3 separate regions of the Sus scrofa genome follow, and regions 2 and 3 are each linked to region 1. The links are chromatin contacts, called in public HiChIP or PLAC-seq maps. All regions are on one chromosome and are shown on one strand. The core of a region is the stretch at or near the end of the contact, and the rest is flanking DNA. Distances in the headings are between cores, read along the strand shown. Region 1 holds the start of ANKS1A (ankyrin repeat and sterile alpha motif domain containing 1A). Region 2 holds the start of SNRPC (small nuclear ribonucleoprotein polypeptide C). Region 3 overlaps ANKS1A (ankyrin repeat and sterile alpha motif domain containing 1A).

Evidence for each region. HiChIP or PLAC-seq counts read pairs in DNA pulled down with a chosen protein or histone mark.
Region 2: an H3K27ac HiChIP or PLAC-seq map of alveolar macrophages shows a contact between it and region 1. The contact joins the promoter of SNRPC here to the promoter of ANKS1A in region 1. A contact is called at or near these places in 1 of 5 promoter capture datasets (fetal skeletal muscle), 4 of 47 Hi-C or Micro-C datasets (fetal liver, fetal skeletal muscle, heart right ventricle and 1 more) and 1 of 2 datasets of contacts at active chromatin or transcription factors (alveolar macrophages).
Region 3: an H3K27ac HiChIP or PLAC-seq map of alveolar macrophages shows a contact between it and region 1. The contact joins the enhancer-like site here to the promoter of ANKS1A in region 1. A contact is called at or near these places in 1 of 5 promoter capture datasets (liver), 8 of 47 Hi-C or Micro-C datasets (alveolar macrophages, embryonic fibroblasts, fetal heart ventricle and 4 more) and 2 of 2 datasets of contacts at active chromatin or transcription factors (alveolar macrophages and skeletal muscle).

Annotation. Positions count from the first base shown.
Region 1 is chr7:30,810,580-30,814,774 of Sscrofa11.1, reverse strand. It overlaps ANKS1A (ankyrin repeat and sterile alpha motif domain containing 1A), which reads right to left and starts at 1,684. Exons shown (of 25, transcript NM_001246264.2): 1 at 1,494-1,684. The coding sequence starts at 1,684. TAF11 (TATA-box binding protein associated factor 11) reads left to right here and starts at 3,007. Exons shown (of 5, transcript NM_001184894.1): 1 at 3,007-3,276. The coding sequence starts at 3,106.
Region 2 is chr7:30,706,305-30,710,499 of Sscrofa11.1, reverse strand. It overlaps SNRPC (small nuclear ribonucleoprotein polypeptide C), which reads right to left and starts at 2,164. Exons shown (of 6, transcript NM_001190203.1): 1 at 2,114-2,164; 2 at 1,725-1,767. The coding sequence starts at 2,121. LOC106507687 (a long non-coding RNA gene) reads left to right here and starts at 2,390. Exons shown (of 3, transcript XR_002345651.1): 1 at 2,390-2,459; 2 at 3,336-3,435.
Region 3 is chr7:30,891,252-30,895,446 of Sscrofa11.1, reverse strand. ANKS1A (ankyrin repeat and sterile alpha motif domain containing 1A) reads right to left here. Exons shown (of 25, transcript NM_001246264.2): 4 at 3,495-3,557. Among named protein-coding and RNA genes, the nearest start is that of ANKS1A, 80 kb to the right of the region's middle. Within about 2 kb of position 1,951, at least 2 of the 83 cell types and tissues checked have an H3K27ac peak or open chromatin away from gene starts, as enhancers often do. A contact at or near this core is called in alveolar macrophages, where this site is marked.

The DNA.
Region 1 (4,195 bases), core at 435-2,934:
TATCACTAATTTATTCATTCAACAAATCCTGAGTACTAACTATGTGACAGCATTGTTCTAGGGGCTGGGAAAACTGTAGCAAATGGTACTGGGTTTTGTCTCCCCAGAAGAACTCCCTGGGAGTGAGTTCCCATTGTGGCTCAGGGGCTTACAAACTTTACTAGTACCCATGAGGATGCAGGTTTGATTCCCTAGCCTCCCTCAGTGGGTTAAGGATCTGGCGTTGCTGTAAACTGTGGTATAGTTCACAGATGCAGCTCAGATCCCATGTTGCTGTGGCTGTGGTGTAGGCCGGCAGCTGCAGCTCTGGTTCCACCCCTAACCTAGGAATTTCCATATGACGCACCTGCGGCCCCAATAAAGCAAAAAAAAGAAAGAAAGAAAGAAAAGAAAGAAAAAGAAAAGAAAAGAAGAAAGAAAATGAACTCCCTGGGAGAGTTCTCCTCTTAAACTGCTTTTTAAAATCTTCCTGTGTAGACCTGGGTTTGCACTCAGTGCTTAATACCTAACAATTTATTTGAGCCTTGGGCTTCTTTGGTCCAAGCTCACTCAAATTGAAGTTACATAAACTAATGTGGAACAAAAGCAAACCAAGCCATTTCTAAATGAACTTCCACTTCTTAGAAACCTCAAAAGAACAAGGAAGGAAAAGAAAACAGGCTATGAAAGTGCTGCTGAAACAACACATTTTACTCACAGTGACAAGGCACCTCCAATCCCCCCTTCAAGATGCACAAAAGTGACCTTTTTTTTCTCTCAATCCTTACAGCTCCAGATTCAAGTGTTTAACAACAGTCCTTGGAAAAGTTTAAAGCACCCCTCAGTTTCCTAAACAAGTTTTCCTAAACCTTTATTTTTTGATGAATAGACCCCTTGATGAACACTACATATGCCACTTAACAGACTAATCCAATGAGGTTCGCTACATGGAACCAGACTTTAAACTCCAAGCACAAAGGGGGCTGAAAGAAAAACATTTTGAACCTGATAAACCCAAAGACAATTTTAATATAAACGACAAAAGCCACGTCCTGCAGAGCCTGGTGGAAGATTCCAAGTTCCCAAAAGAAGGGAATCAAGAGAATTTCCTCCAGGGGAACCGCGAGATTCTGCAAGGCGTGGGAGTTTCTGCAGGAGATGAGGGAGATTTAAAACACATTTTTTTTTTTCCTCTAAAGTGGCTTGTGAGATACAACAGCTGGCACCCGCCAGCGGGCGAGGGTGCAGCCGGGCTGTGCCATGCGGCGGAGGCTGCCACCTGGGCACTCCCACCATTCTTCGCAGCTGGGTCAGGAGGCGAGATGAGAGGAACCCGAAGCCGCGCGGACCCGCACCGGTGCCCCCTGCCCCTTGGGCCGCCTGCCCTCGCCCTGGGGCAACCCGCAAACCCACCCCGCTAGGGTCTCTGGAGCCCCGATCTCTCTGGAGACCCAGGAGACGGGCGGGGGAAAGGGGATCTCCAGGCGGCTGCCGGGTATCGGAGCGTTACTCACCTGAGCAGACTGGACAGAGGATGGCTCGAGGAGCTTAGACCGCCGCCGCCGCTGCTGCCGCCCCCGGAGCTGCCGCCACCGCCGCCGCCACCCCCGAAGCCTGAGGAGAGCCGCTTCCCGGACAGCAGCTTCTCCACGGCCGGGAGGTGCCCGGTGCGGGCGGCCTCCAGCAGCTCCTGCTCTTTCCCCATCCCCAGGGCCGCCGCCCCCCGGACCTCCTCCCCGGGGCCGCCGCGGAGCCTGCTCTGGCTCCCAAACTTTCCGTCTCCGGGCAACGCACCCCCCAAACCGGCCGGGGACACCACCCCCTCCCCCCGCCTTTTCCCCCAGGAGCGCGTCACTTCCGGGATCCGGCGTCACGCGTCACCGCGCCCCTGCGCCCCGCCCCTTTGCCCACCTAGCTGGGCGGGGCTCGGAGGGCGGACACAGGTGGCTGGGGTCTGCGCCAAGTGGCCTTGGTTGAGCCGAGATTGTCCTCTCTGGGCGAGAGGAGGGTGTCGTGTGGTCACCTGCTGTACAAGTGGGAAGCTACAGATTCGCTCCACCTGTGCGCGCCTCCCGACGTGTTCTTCTTCCTCAAAGGTTTTGGGAGCTCGCAGGATAGGAAATACGGTAATTCATCCAGGCAATGTAGAAACAAAGAGAGAAATATGGCAACGCGCATCTACATTTCCAAGTCCATTCATTCAGCACGCATAAATTAAATACGTAATAGATGTGGGAACCTAGTAATACAGAGGTGAATAAAATGCCCCCTTCCGTACTTCAATGAGGGAAGAGAGGGAACTTTTAAAACAAAAATATCCCCACTTAATGCTCCCAACTCTGAAACGGTTCGTTAAAGCTAAACATTCAAAGGGAAGGCTTCTCTCCCAGTAGGATGTTTCCTCTTTCGATGACATTAACCAAGCTGATATTAAAGTCAAATGTGTGAAACCGACCCCGACCTTGAGTACTGGGGAATTGGAAAAATCATTCAACTGGGTAGAGATTATGTCTTTTGTTTCTGGTACTAGCATTGTTCCTGGCTCGAAGTAGGCGCTCAATCGTTGTGGAGTGAATAAGGAATTGGATAAATTCGGTTCAAGCTATAGGACTTTTCTTTTTTTTTTACGTTTTTGAGGAACAAAAGAGAAATGCTGGCAATTCAATGTAAACACAGGACCGCCGTCTCTGTCCAATTGTACTGCCTGAGTTTACCCGGTAGCCACAGGGAGTACAACGGAATTGAGTTTCCTCCCGTCCCCAAGATTTCTTCTGAGGAAAGAGAATGAAGGACAAGAGTTAACTGACATTGCGTTTTTAGAAAGACGGAAAGGAAAAAGACGCCCTTCAGTAAAAAGCGCAGCTGTCCTTTACAAATACTGGTTTCCCAGGGTGGAAAATACACAAACTGAGTTCAGTACCCTCAATTTTCCCTCTCCCCACCGCCACCAAATCAAAACGGAGCCCTGATGTCCTCTACACGCGCCTGTAAATGACCCCTCTAAGGAGCGGTGTGGGTGACGTCATCGCAACGCGACGACAGGAAGTGAGCTCCTGGGCTGCTGTGCTGCGCGGGGTCCCGAGCTCCTAAGCCCTCGATGTCCTTTCCCCTCTCCTTCTGACCGCGATGGATAATGCTTGCGAGTCGCCCGCGGAAAAAAGTGGAGAAACAGGGGAGGCAGATGAGATGGCTGCTGCTCCCGGGGCTCCCGGGGTTACGGACACGGACGGAATCCCGGAGGAAACGGATGGAGACGGAGATGGGGACTTGAAAGAAACCGCGGCTGAAGAAGGCGAGGTAGGGAGAGATGTGTCCATGAGGCCGGAGTTGTGTCAGTGGCTTCTCGACAGGCTTCCTGGTTGGTCCCAAGCTAGGATAGTCGAACTCACCCTGACTCTTTAGCTGTGCAGTCGCGGGGTTGCGGGGAGAGAGAAGACAAAAATCTTAGTACCGCTTAGGTTCTAAGGACCGAATACTGGATCAGCGTTTTTAATCCCTGCCCTTAGACATTTAAGCTTTTTCCCCACCACCAAGTTCCTGACCCAGCGGCCGGAAGTTCCCGGGCCAGGGATCGAACTGTCCCAGTGACAATCGCGGGATCCTTAACCTGCTGAGCCACCAGGGAACTCCTAAAGGAATTTCAAATAGCCTCTTGGTCTTCCTGGTGATGAAAATGGGGTTCATGCCACACTGAGACTTAAGACGAGAGCTAGAGCCCAGGCTTCCTAGAACCCTTTTCACCACAATATAGTTTCTTTAAGGTATTGCTTAAGCATAGTTATCATTATAGGTTACAAAGTTGTTAAAGGGAACTTGGAGGTAGTTACTACTTTAGTCACGTTGTTACCCGCTTGGGACATTTAACTCCTACCAGTGACCTTGGTGCTAATCTCCAAGGGTCACTGTGGCATAAACACACCAAATCTATCAATTGGGCCACCCAAGAGTTCAGCAGTGTTGCTTCCTGAGCATCAAAGGACCAGAATCTCAGTGTTCTCCGGGTTTCATTTCTAAAGATGAATCTTGAGGTCATAGAGCTAGAATTCCTGGATGAAGTTGTGTGAGATCATGGGTTAAATGAAAACAGCCTTTCAGGGCATGAAGTTGCATCAAAATATATAAAGTTGAGAACTTTTAGAAAAACATGGAGGAGTTCCCGTCGTGGCGCAGTGGTTAACGAATCCGACTGGGAACCATGAGGTTGCGGGTTCGGTCC
Region 2 (4,195 bases), core at 915-3,414, 100 kb after region 1:
TTCTTTCAGAAAAACCACCTTACTTACATGTTCCACAAATCTATTAATGCTGAACTACATCTGACCATGTGTTACAAAGAATTCCCAACGATGGGAGTTCCCTTTGTGGCGCAGCTGTGACTAGGATGCAGACAAGGCTCAGATCCTATGTTGCTGAGGCACAGACCGGCAGCTATAGCTCTGATTCATGCCCTTTCGTTTATTTTTGCTGTACCCCAAGCATGTAAAGTTCCCAGGCCAGGGATCAAACCTGCCCCACAGCAGTGACAATGTGGATCCTTAAACAGCTGTGCCACAAGGGAACTCCTTGTTACCATTACTTTTAAATGAATTAGCGTATTTTAAGTTTTAATTTCAAATACATCAAATTTTGTAGCTATAACCCACTCCTTTAAAAAATACAATCCAGTAATTTTTAATAGCATAAAAGGGCTGTGAAACAGACTTGACAGTGCTGGCATGGAAGCTCTGGAGCTAGAATGTCTAGGCAAATCCAGTCAGTTATCGATACTGCCTCATTTTCCCCCTTGGTAAAATGGAAAATACTAACATTATAGGATTATCATGAGCATTAACCAAATTGATACATGTAAAATATCTGGAACACTGTCTGACACAATAAATATTCAATTTTAGTTGCTACTATTATTTGTTAAGCAGTTTTAATCCAATGAAAGTACTCACTTTCAAATTTAGGCATTTCTTTCCAATTTAATTGATTAAACATTTGAGAACCTTGACATAATCAAGTATTTGAAATTTAGGACATTTTCCTAGAATTTTTACTTGTCATATAAATTTTTTTCACCTTTAAATTTGCTAGGAGTTCCCGTCATGGCTCAGTGGTTAACAGACCCAACTAGTAACCATGAGGATGCCGGTTCCATCCCTGGTCTCACTCAGTGGATTAAAGATCCAGTGTTGGCGTGAGCTGTGGTGTAGGTCGCTCAGATCCCGAGTTGCTATGGCTGTGGCATAGGGCAGCAGCTACAGCTCCTACTTACCCCTAGCCTGGGAACCTCCGTATGCCACGGATGTGGCCCTAGATACACAAAAGACAAAATAAATAAATAAATAAAAACTTATTAAAGCTTTATTGTTCTGGGTCTTCACTGAAAACACTGACTCCTGGAAAATTAATAACTCTGAATTATAAAAGAGTTACAGGAAGAGTGGAAAAACAAACACCCCAAAGTATTTTCTCCAATCAAAATAAAAAGCACGAATTACAAAAATTTTTTTAAATCTAATTTATCGGAATCCCCTTTGTGGTGCAGTGGAAATGAACTCGACTAGTATCCATGAGGATGCAGGTTCAATCCCTGGCTTCACTCAATGGGTCAGGGATCTGGCACTGACATGAGCTGTGGTGTAGGTCGAAGATGAGGCTCCCAGGAGGCTTGTTTATTATTTATTTATTTAAGCCAACTCGAGGTATATAAAGTGCCCCAGCCAGGGACAGATCCAAGCCGCATTTTCGACCTAAGCTGCAGCTTCGGCAACGCCAGCTCCTTAACCCACTGGGCTGGGCAGTGGATCAAACCTACATCCCAGAGCTCCCAAGACGCCCTATTATTTTTTTAATTCCACATATAAGTGCTAACACAGTGTATTTGTCTTTCTCTGATTTATTTCAATAAGCATAATACTCTCTGGGTCCATCCACGCTGTTGCTAATGGCAAACATATCTGGTTCTCTGAAAGTTAACAAAAACGCTACTTACAGAGTCATGGGTGAGGTATGTATCGCAGTAGTCACAATAAAACCTGGAAAGAGGAGAAAGGTAGGAAAAAGAAAAGACGACAACCAGTTAATAAAGGCCTGTTCACTAAGGTTCTGTTCGTGTAGGTAAAATATAAAGTAAAAGACCTATTTAAAATTCGAAGACATCAAACAAAACGTCCTGACACAAACCAAGCTTTTTGGTTGCCTTAGGCAGCGCCGACCTCCGCTCTCAAAAAGGGCTATCTAGCGCTCCCGGTCTGATGCCCTCCTCCAGACCCCCTCGTTCCCCCAGGGGCCCCAGGAGCCAGAACCCGCTCTTCGCTTCCCGGGAGGGCCACGTTTAGCGACTGTGAACGCGAACACCCCCAGATTCAGGGGCCCACTCACTTGGGCATGATGCTCTTCAGGCCGTTGGCTATTCCGTTCCGCGCCGCCCGGAAGTGACGCACACAGTAGGCGCCCGCGCGAGAGAATCGATGAGTCAAAAGCGACTGCAAAAAATCCCTCCCGTCCTCCAATCCAAACGCCCGCGTGGGCGTCACCTGCGTCAGCGTGAAGCTAGGGGCGGGGTTTGTCCTACCTATCCTTAACTTTCCGGAAGGCGGGAGGGGGGGCGGTACTAAGTAGCTCCCTGAGGCTCAAGCCACGCCCATGTCCCCTAGAGTGTTGATACTCCCGGAAACATGTTTTTCATCCTTTCGAGTCATCTAATGATTGCCTGCTATACAATAAAGTCAGTATGAGGTGGGTTAGATGTAGCCAAATGCAATGGCGGGAGGGATGAAGCATGGAAGAGGGGCATTTGGCTTTAAATAAGACAGAAAACTTGCTGAGAAAGTGACAACTGAGAAATAACAGGTTTCTTAAAGCAAGAAAGCCTGGTACAAGTCGTTTTACATACGTGTCAGTAACCCTAGAGGTGATAGAATCCCAAGTTTGAGGTCCCTTCCCTGCTTTCGAGTGCATGAATTATTTAGTCTTTCTGAACCTCAATTTCCTCTTCTGAAAAATACGAATAATTCTCACCGGTGAGGCCCTGTTGGTGACCACTGAAACTGCTGAACTTTGCAGTAAACCAATTTGGTGCACGTGCAAAAAGCACAACCACTAAGAGATAGTTTTATTATTACCTGCACCTGACTTTTGCTCATTAACCTACATCACCTTCCCTAATAAAAGTCATGAGGGTGTTCCCATAGTGGCTGAGTGGTTAACTAATCCGACTAGAAACCATGAGGTTGCGTGTTGGATCCCTGGTCTCCTTCAGTGGGTTAAGAATCCGGCGCTGCAGTGAGCTGTGGTGTAGACCGCAGACGCAGCTCGGATCCCGCGTTGCTGTGGCTCTGGCGTAGGTGGGCGGCTACAGCTCTGATTAGACCCCTAGCCTAGGAGCCTCCATATGCCGCAAGTGCTGCTCTAGAAGACAAAAAAAAAAAGAGGAAATAATGTTGGGAACTAGGGGGGAGGACTCTTGCTTCTTTTGCTCCATATTCAAATAATAATTATAAATAGTATAATGATATAATAATAATTAATAAAAATGAATAATAAATATTTGAATATTTACTATCTCTTGGGTGCTTTGTCAAATGGAAAAAAAAATGGAAAGGACATCCTAAAATTTAAGAGTTATGCTTTTCTTGGCGGACAAAACTGAGGACTTAAGCCTGGAAGACAGCCTCTCAGCTCTGAGGAACTGCTCTGAAGAGGTAAGGGAGGAGCCAGAAAATACAGATTTACAACGAAAACCAGATTGTCAGAACATCAAAAGATTATTGTTAGCTAGAGAAAGCCAGACATCTCAATGAGTTTATCACTTTTCTATTTAGGGGAAGAGGCAAGAGTCTGGGCTCAAGGAAATCATTACTACCTAAAGCCAGTATCATGCTTTTCTCCATCCTGAATCCCCTCAAGGTGCACAGTTGGAGATAGCTGTAGTAGCTGCTGGCTTGATGGCCTCAATTATTTTCCACATTTTTCATTCACACTTTAAATGCATTAATTAATTTAATCTATTTAACAATGCTTTTATTCATATTTCAGATGAGGAAACTGAGCTCCAACAAGGTTAAATGTACCACAAAAATTAACTTCACAATGAAGTTATCAGGCTTTCACCATCCTAATACAGTGGTAAATCTTACCGTTATTAATGTAGGACAATTATTTTTGTGTGTCTCCTGCTAGGAGGCTAACATTAAGTAGACATCATCAACTATGATGTATTCTTACCAAAAATGTTTGATTTGGATCTAATAAAATATATACAATAAGCAAGAGGATCAAGCTAAAGGAAAGCAAAAAGCAGCAAACAGATTCTTGTTCTGTTCTGTGGGACATTCTTCAGAACAACTGCCTTCTTTCCTTCAAATCAAAATGTCATTCTGGGAGTTCCCGTCGTGGCGCAGTGGTTAACGAATCCGACTAGGAACCATGAGGTTGCGGATTTGGTTCCTGCCCTTGCTCAGT
Region 3 (4,195 bases), core at 702-3,201, 80 kb before region 1:
GTGTAGGTCGAGGATGAGGCTTGGATCTGGCGTTGCTGTGGCTGTGGTGTAGGCCGGCAGCTGCAGCTCCAATTTGACCCCTAGCCTGGGAAGCTCCATATGCCGCAGGTGCAGCCCTAAAAAAGCAAAAGAGAATGAAAGGAGCCGACATCACGAGCCCTGTGATGTGATGCACTAAAAAGGAGGGACAGAACATCGCTCTTGGAACTCTCTGGTGGCCTGGCAGTTAGGTGATGAAGGATTCTGTGTTGTCATATACATATACACATGAGAGAACATGTGCTCACGGAAAGGAGTGGTGTGAGTACACGCAGTGTGACAGGACGTTAGCAGCTGGTGAATCAAGAAGTGTTCACTGTATTATCCTTGCAACTTTTTGTAAGCTGGAAATTTTTTCATGATAAAAAGTGTTATAAAAGTTTGCTGGGTGATGCTGACACAACAAGTTGATCAGCATGTGGAGACAGCTGGTCTAGATAACTTCTAGGTCTCCTCCAGCTCTACAACTGCGGATTATTTTTAAGTGTATGGAAAACAGTCCTATGAAACTAAACTGACCAGTGCTCATTCTATGATAATCAAACCAAGTTAAAATTGTTTTAAAAGAAGGTAAGCGAACAATGTTAATAGTTCCACCTTACATTTGGACTAGTTTATGCCGACTTGCTGAAACAGGAGAGGCTTCATATGTTAAAGAGGAAGATAAAGGCTCATGAAAACTCTCTCTGCTCCCAGGAAAAGCACCTGCAACTTCTTAATTTCTCCAGGTGCCTGATGGGACTTAACACCAAAATGTACTTTAGCAAAAACAATTCTTAGATACACCAGGTCAATAAAGACCCACTGAGTAAAGATGAAGCCTAGGGAGGTTAGCATCAAATCAGCTCAAGAAGAATTTGCACTCGTAGCACAACCCCAACAGCTTTATTCCTTAATGGAGTTTACATCATTTGGCCTTTGAGGCGGTGGTGGGTGGGGTGGAGGCAAAGGGTGGTACAGTTGGCCTGCAAACCCACAAGTTCTGCATCCACAGAGTCAACCAATCATGGACCAAAAACATTCAGGGGGAAAAAATCTAGGAAGTTTCAAAAAGCAAAACTTGAATTTGTAAATAGTGGCAACTGTTTACATAGCATTTGCATTGTGTTAGGAATTATTATAAATAACCTAGAGATGATTTGAGGTATAAGGGAGGATGTAAGTAGGTTTACGCAAACACTGTGCCGTTTTATACAAGAGATTTGGGCCTGGTATCCAAGGGGATCCTAGAACCAATACCGTTGTAAATACTGAGGGAAGGCTGTATTTCTAAAAAGAGAAGTACATTCTTATTCCTTTAGACTCAATTTCTTTTATGTGTGCAAAATCAAGGGATAGGAAAATGTGCTTTTAAGAACCAAAGTCTTACCCTTTAATCAGAGCTTTAGAAGCTAACCAAACCAACCACCAAATGGGAAAACAATCGCTTCAAGGAGTCTCCCCCCAAAACAAAACCCCAAAGAGGCTGATGGAGAAATGTTATATTAAGCTTCACCACTAGTAACAAATAACAAACTCCCAAGTGCCCTTTCAGAAATACCACATGGTATATACCTTTAAAAATCAGGACCTCAAGTATTACTAGTAATCAGGTCTTTTTAGTTCATATCCATGATCTCATTTGAACTCCAAAACCATCCGGCAGAGTAGCTGGTATACCCCACTTTACCACGGAGGAAAGACATTCAGGGAAACTGAGGAACTTGTTCAAGTCAACGCCAGTAAGTGGCGGCAGAGAATTCAAACTTGGGTCTGATGTGAAAGACCTTGACCTGTGAGGGTTTTCCATTCTGCCACACTACTTCCAAGAAAAACAGCTGGAGTAACTTCCCATTTTGAAGATTAGAAAACAGAACTGAAAGACTGGGCCAAAACAAAAGCTAACACGCTCCATCACCACAGGTCAAACTGCTTCTCCACCATCAGGGCCCAAGAGCTGAAGGATACCCCGCCCCCGCAGAGCCTGCCGAGGTCCAGCTCATGGGAAGCACATGTGATAAATCAGTATTTCTCAAAGGAAAACATGAAATATCTGCTTTGCACTTGGAAACTGACAGAAGGCCCTTAAATTTCCCTTCCCAGCGGCTGCTATATGCAGAGCAAGTGAAAGGTAGCTGACGTGAATAATGCTGTGACTCAAACAAACTCTAGGTTGGTGCCAAAAAGCAAAGCTTATCCGAATGACAACTCGAGTCAAAAACAGCAGGTGGGAGAGCAGAGGAGAGAGGTTGACGTCATGGCCCCACCTGCAAGCTCTGCCTCGGGTCCAGGCCCAAGGCCAGCAGGCTGGGTGTTTGTCATCAGGCCCACCAGTCTGCTACCTGGCCCAGCCTCACTGGGAGGGAGAGTCAAAGCCAGACCCCCTGCTGGGTCCTATTTCTGAGCCCTTCCAAAGGCCAAGAGCGACCACACATAGAGAGAAGCTAAAGGCTGCAAAGAAGGGGCTCAGGCTTGAAAGCCCAAGGAAATGAGAGGGGAGCTGCACCAGCAGCTTTTAAGAGGAAAATGGGGCTTTCCCTGGTGGCCTAGTGGTTAAGGATTCTGTTGTCACTGCTGTGGCTCAAGTCACTGCTGTAGCTCGGGTTCAATCCGGGCCCAGGAACTTCTGCATGCCAAGAGCGTGGCCCAAAAAACAAAATAAAGTAAAATGGAGTTACAGATGCCCCTCTTCCCACACTTCCACCACAAGCTACTGAAAATCAGATTCCACTTCAAAGAAGTATGGAAAGCAAATTTTAAAAAATGTTTTAATCTAGGAAGTAGAATTTAATCATTTCTTGCTTATTAAAAAGTAAGCTAATCGTGATATCTTTTACCTGCATTTTTTCGTTTTTTCCTTTTTCCTCTTTTTTTTTTTTTTGCTTTTTAGGGCCGCACCACAGCATATGGAGGTTGCCAAGCTAGGGGTCCAATCAGAGCTGTAGCTACCGGCCTACACCACAGCCACAGCAACTCGGGATCCGAGCGGCATCTAGGACCCACATCTGCGACCTACACCACAGCTCACAGCAATGCCAGATCCTTAACCACTGAGCGAGGCCAGGGATCGAATCCACAACCTCATGGTTCCTAGTCAGATTTGTTTCCTCTGCGCCACGCCGGGAACTCCCAAATTTTTCTTTTTTGAATTTAAATGATTTTAAAAATCATGATAGCAAATTATGCCTTGAATATGGTCCCTATTTCCCCATTTCTGCCACTTCTAAGCTTTTCAGGCATTAAAGGAAATGTGCCCAACCTTTCCAGAACTGGTGTGGGTTTTAAAAACAAAAACAAAACCACTGAAGCTGCATTTTCCCATTCCCAGGCAAGCCAAAAGCAGATGGGCTGAAGCAGAAAACAGTCAGGATGACAAAGAGGAGCCTGAGTGGCTGAGAGTAGAAGCCAGAGAGGACCAAAGAGCAAGTGCGGCTTGGAGAAATGATGCAGAGAAATCCTGGCAGCAAAGTACACACCTTGGCATTGAGATAAGTGTCAAAGGGGCCGTACTTTTTGAGTTCTTTGATCTCAAGAGCATTCTATAAAAAGGAGAGGAAAAGAAAATGTGATGATAAAATGGATGGAATATATCAAAGCAATGCACAGCCCCGAGGGGCCCAACACTAGAACGCTCGGATCTGCCCTCTGGGGTGCCTCAAAAGAAGTTAAAGAGGAAGACAACCTCCAGGGCACAGCGCCATCACCCCCTCCTAATTCCAGCATCCACGTGGGACAACATGAATGGCTTCTAGTCAATCAACGTGGTACTTGTAACTACTGCCTCCATAGGTTCCTCAAGCTCTGCAGCCCTTGTGTTCAGCCCCTGCCCGCCGCCCCCCGCCCCTGCCAGCCAGACACTCAAAGCACTGGGCTGGGGTCCCCCCTACCACAGGTACCCCAGGCGAGAGGTGGCTGTGAGCAGAACAAGCTGGCATACTCAAGTGGCTCAAAACGCCAAGCAGCTGTGCTCCAAGGCAAAAGTGAGCAAAGACAGGCTTAGAAATGGTGGCTGAAAATTTCATAAATGAGAAGGATTTTAATGGATGTCTAGATTTTTCAACACTGCAGAATATTAGTTAAAAGCAAACTTCCTTATACATTTCCTCCAGATAAGAGAAATTACCATCACTTAGCCAGGAGGAGTCAAATTGCATTTAGATTTTAAAGAGACAATTTT